Linked DNA regions of Mus musculus: region 1 is linked to region 2. The links are chromatin contacts, called in public Micro-C maps. All regions are on one chromosome and are shown on one strand. Each heading gives the region's core, a stretch centred on a gene start, on an enhancer-like site or on the middle of the called end of the contact. The rest is flanking DNA. Distances are from core to core; before and after follow the strand shown.

What was found. Hi-C and Micro-C count contacts between places; a contact is called where the count stands out from the background.
Region 1: a contact with region 2 is called in a Micro-C map of macrophages, with 3 times the contacts expected there. The contact joins two enhancer-like sites. A contact is called at or near these places in 1 of 15 datasets of contacts at CTCF or cohesin (the NIH/3T3 cell line), 6 of 484 Hi-C or Micro-C datasets (B cells, conventional type 1 dendritic cells, liver and 3 more) and 1 of 115 datasets of contacts at active chromatin or transcription factors (neural progenitor cells).

What each region holds. Positions count from the first base shown.
Region 1 is chr15:53,555,358-53,558,083 of GRCm38.p6, forward strand. The region is part of intron 4 of Samd12 (sterile alpha motif domain containing 12); the gene reads right to left. Among named protein-coding and RNA genes, the nearest start is that of Gm23200, 56 kb to the right of the region's middle. Within about 2 kb of position 1,279, at least 41 of the 459 cell types and tissues checked have an H3K27ac peak or open chromatin away from gene starts, as enhancers often do. A contact at or near this core is called in conventional type 1 dendritic cells, macrophages and peritoneal macrophages, where this site is marked.
Region 2 is chr15:53,413,582-53,416,281 of GRCm38.p6, forward strand. It overlaps a transcript of Samd12 not described here. Among named protein-coding and RNA genes, the nearest start is that of Ext1, 69 kb to the left of the region's middle. Within about 2 kb of position 1,395, at least 34 of the 459 cell types and tissues checked have an H3K27ac peak or open chromatin away from gene starts, as enhancers often do. A contact at or near this core is called in conventional type 1 dendritic cells, macrophages and peritoneal macrophages, where this site is marked.

The sequences.
Region 1 (2,726 bases), core at 29-2,528, 140 kb after region 2:
ATTTTCTTCATTTACATTTCAAATGCTATCCCAAAATTCCCCTATACACTTTCCCCATCCCTGATCCCCTACCCACCCACTCCCACTTCTTGGCCCTGGCGTTCCCCTGTACTGGGGCATATAAAGTTTGTAAGACCAAGGGGCCTCTCTTCCCAATGATGGCCAACTAGGCCATCTTCTGCTACATATGCAGCTAGAGACACAAGCTCTGGGGGTACTGGTTAGTTCATATTGTTGTTCCACCTATAGGGTTGCAGACCCCTTCAGCTCTTTGGGTACTTTCTCTAGCTTCTCCATTGGGGGCCTTGTGTTCCATCCAATAGCTGACTCTGAGCATCCACTTTTGTGTTTGTCAGGCACTGGCATAGCCTCACAAGCGGCAGCTATATCAGGGTCCTTTCAGCAAAATCTTGCTGGCATATGCAGTAGTGTCTGCATTTGGTGGCTGATTATGGGATGGATCCCTGGGTGGGGCAGTCTCTAGATGGTCCATCCTTTCGTCTCAGCTCCAAACTTTGTCTCTGTAACTCCTTCCATGGGTGTTTTGTTCCCAGTTCTAAGAAGGGGCGAACTGTTCACACTTTGGTCTTCGTTCTTCTGGAGTTTCATTTCTTACCTCACTGCCATCTCTTAATAAAAACCCACCAACATGATGGACCATTGGGAAGTACTCCTGCTTCTGAAAATGTGGTATAGAAGAAGTGGATGCAGGCTTTGGAAATAATAGGATTCATTTTCAACACCAGACCTACCTAAAGTGTCTGGGACACTGTGTATCAGAATGGTCCATCGCTACTACATGGTGGACATATAGAAACTGCTACTTAAAATTCATGTAAAACCTGGGCCCTCCAAGACCATTGTTTCCTTCTCAAGCAGAGGCCCATCACAGCAGGGTCATATATTAGGAAGCTGTATCACTTCCTTCTCTGTGAGACAAAGTCAGGGGAGGCATTTCTTTGGTTTTGTTGGGGCCTGTCGCTTTCTGCATATGGCTTGTTTCCTGTTTCTTAGCAATTCCCCTTTTGTTCTTCTTCTGAAACTTGTCCAACCTTATTTTTTTTCCCAGCATTTTAAAAAGAACTAATAAAGGCTAAGTACGACTACCACTCCCCGAGTCTATTGGGATGAAAATATTTTCTTCTCTTATCCCTAAGGCAGTGTGTCATAAGCTGGCAGGGTACCCCTCATTCACGATAATTGGGAATCCTGGTTGGTGGGACCTGGAAGCCCTGAGCACTGAGAGGGACTGGGTCACAGAAACAGGAAGCAAGAACATCTCCAGCTTTGTGTTTCTCGGTTGACACCCATTCACCAGCACAACCAGGCAGATTCTGTTCTGAATAGGCTGAGCTTTAGAAAAGCCAGGCTAACGATACAAAAATGAACTTCAGTGTAACAGTGACTATATTGTAAACCATGATTTAGGCAGAAAAGTATAAGGAGGTATGTGCTCAGTATACAATACATACATGTATAAAAAACTTAAAACATTAAATTTAAAAGATAGGCTAAACTAAACATTTTTTATTTAGTTTAAAATACATGTAGGTTTTATTTTAGTAAATTTTTAGTTTGCAATCTTCAGTAAAATATCACTTGTTATTCTCATGTGGTATTTTAAAAATTTTCACGTGCTATTCTTTAGATTACATTTTTAAAAATCCTGTATTATTTAAAATTAAAAAATAAAAAATTAGCCAGGCAGAGGTGGTGCATGCCTTTAATCCCAGCACTTGGGAGGCAGAGGCAGGTGAATTTCTGAGTTTGAGGCCAGCCTGGTCTACAAAATTGAGTTCCAGGACAGCCAGGACTACACAGAGAAACCCTGTCTTGAAAAACCAAAAAACAAAAAGTAAATTTTTTGTGTGTTCTTTTTAATTTAAGATTTATTTATTTAATATATATGGGTACACTGTAGCTGTCTTCAGACACACCAGAAGAGAACATTGGATCCCATTATAGATGGTGGTGGGCCCCCATGTGGTTGCTGGGAATTGAATTCAGGACCTCTGGAAGAGCAGTCAGTGCTCTTAACCACTGAGCCATCTCTCCAGACCCCCGTTATTTTGTGTTCTTAAAAAACAAAGCAAAACAAAACAAAACAAAACAAAACAAAACAAAACAAAACAAAACAAAACAAAACAAAACGAAACAGGAAAAAGATATGTTTTCCTGTCATGGGAATTCATCTGAAATCAGAAATCTTAGTTCATCAAGGTGAAAACAAGTAGGAATCGCCCAATGCACACACACACACACACAGACACACACACACACACACACACACACACAGAGACACACACAGACAGACAGACACACAGACACACAGACACACACACACCGTGTCTTACCCCTGCAAATCTCCCTGAAGACCTTATAATCTGGATGACCCAACACATGTTTCATCAGCTGTAAAACTGAGTTGGATAAAAAAACAAGCAAACAGTCAAAAAACAAAACAACAAAACATGTGCAAGACACTCTGTGCCTGAAATACGCTGTGTTTCTGTGTATGCTAGTTCGTGTGTGTGTGTGTGTGTGTGTGTGTGTGTGTGTGGCATATAAGCGTAGTGTTGTGTAACAACAATTAAAGAGAGGCCAGGCATTTCAGAGAGAACAAAAGAGGTTGGGTATTCTGAAAATTAATTTTAAATATTAAAAAGCATTATTAAAAATAAATAAAAAACATAAAAAGGAATTAAAAAACCCCAGCAACCTTAGTA
Region 2 (2,700 bases), core at 145-2,644:
AAGGAATGAAGTCCTGAGGACCAGCAGAAAGAATGGAAACTGGCAACCTCCAGAGGTAGGGGGTGGAGGGGACCCTCCAGAATGCACCGGAGACCTGGGAGGAAATTCCCAACAGTAGGGAGAGGGAATTTACAGAGCACACCTCCAGCAGGAAGAAAGGGCATCCCATAGTCACAACTCTGACTCACAATTGTTCCTGTCTGAAGGAATTACAGGGATGGAAATGTAGAGGAACCTGAGGAAAAGAAGGTCCAAAGTGGGAACCAGTTCAAGGGGAGGTCCCAAGGCTATGGAGCGCTCACAAAAAGGGACCTAGAATGACCTCACTCCAGAAGACCCAACAAGCAGCTGAAAGTGCCAGACACAGATATTTGCACCCAGCCGATGGACAGAAGCAGCTGACCCCTGTTGTTGATTTAGGGAAAGGCAGAAAGAAGCTGAGGAGAAGGGTGACCCTGTAGGAGGATCAGCAGTCTCAATTAATCTGGATCTCTGAGATCTCTTAAACACTGGACTACCAACCAGGCTGCACACACCATTTGCTATGAGGCCCTCAATACACATACAGCAGAGGACTGCTGGTTCTATGTTCATTCAGAGATGATGCACCTAACCCTCAAGGGACTAGCGGCTCCAGGGAGATTGGAGGTCAGGTGGGGTGGGGGGTGGGGACATCCATGTGGAGATGGGGGGTTTGGAGGAGGTATGGGATGTGAACTAGTCAGAGGGTGGATGGTGGGGGGGAATAAAATCTGGAGTGTAAAAAAATTAATTAATTTATTAAAAAATTAAAACTTCATTGTATCTGTGTTTGAACGTACTTTAGGAAGCTTCTATGGTAGTAGGTTCAATATGGCCTCTTCATTGGTCTTCAGTACCTTCCTCATACTAAGTTCTCTGCCCTCTCATCCCCAATCGCATTTAACCCTTCCCTTTCCATTAATTTCTCCGTTCTCCCTCACACCATCTGTGTTTCACCCTCCTTCTCTTAAAACCTCCACAGCCCCTTCCCAGTTTCCTTGCTTCTATGAGTATTCCAATTTCAACACCCACATCCAAAGATTCAAAGCTAGAATGCACATAGAAGAGAGGACATGTGGCCTTCATCTTTCTGGGTTTCAGTTATCTCACTCAGAATGGTGGTTTCTTGCTCTACCATTTACCTAAGAACTTTAACTTTTCCTTTTTTCTTTATAGCAAAATGATACTTTATTTTGTAAATATACCATGGTGTCATTATCAATTGACCAACATCTATGTAGTTTTCATTTTCTGCCTATTGTGGGCATGGATATGTTAAAATGGATAAGCAAGTGTCTCTGTAGTAGGATAGAGAGTCCTTTGTAACGATGACAAGAGGTGGCAGAGCTGGATCATGTGGAACATTCATTTCTAGTTGTTTTTGAGGAAGCTCCAGACTGGTTTCATACTGACTACTGAGTTTCACTTCCACTAACAATGAATGAGTATTTTCCTTTGCCCATATAAATGCTAGAATTTGTTGTCAACGATTATAGCTGTTGTTACTGTAGTTCTTAGCCACTATGACTGGGCTAAGATGGAATCTCAGAGTAGTTCTAATTTGTATAGTGGGGAGTGAAATCTAGAAGGGTGAGGCCTACTGCACAGTCATCTTCCAGGTCCCGGTTGGAATCACATTTACCGATACCTTATTAGTCAAACTCAAAGTCAAGAGAAAAACAAATATATTCTTCTTTTATGAAAACTTGTGCACAGACTCACTACAAAGAGTGTAGCTATAGAAAGAAGTCAATCCTTGAAACCATCTCCAGGGAGATTTGGAAAGAAATAGCAATTATCCTGTTAACTCCCCGTAATGGCTTAGCCTAGAATTATCAGTGGCTCTGAGAATAAGCTTGCTTGCATGACTCGAGGAAGCTGGGTTTCTTTAGTTGGCTGTAGACCTCAACTTGTTCCTTATTACTGCTTTCCAAGAGTGTTGACCATACACCAAACCATAGGTTACGAATTCCTCTAGGCAAGAGTAGTATCTCCACTCTTCCCTTTCCTCCCTATATTCCCAAAGGAAAAATGCCTCAGTTTCATGTGTGTGTGTGTGTGTGTGTGTGTGTGTGTGTGTGTGTATTTGTATGAATATGTTTGGTGTGCACATGTATGTGGGGGGTGCATGTACCCACTTGTGCTCATGTGGTGGATATCAGGTGTGTTCCTCTACCACTGTATGTTATTTTTTGAGACAAGATTTTTCCTTAAGCCTGGGGCTTGTTATTTCGATTAGACTGGGTGCCCAGGAAGTTCCTAGGATCCACCTGTCTCTGTCTCTTCCTGGCTGGAGTTATAGACATATACATCAGCTCTTCCTCTGGCACAGTAAGAACTTTACCCAGTAAGCCATCTCCCAACCCCTCCCTTCCTATATTTTTTAACGGGAACTAATGGTTTCATAAGCTATCCAGTTGTCTAATTTAGAAACTTGAACTTTACTCTTGGTTCCTATGCTTCCGTCATCCTCTCATCCAATTTGTTTTAAATCTCTTTAATCTACATTCAAAATGTCTTTCTCTCTCATTTTCTCGATTGCCTTTTCCACTGAGGTCTTCCTTGACTTTTATCAGGATTGTTGCTGGCATCCTACCTGGCCTCTGTGCCTCTGTTGTTCACATCTCTAGAGCATCTCCTACACTCAAGCCATTCTCTTTAGAAAAAAAAACAAAACAA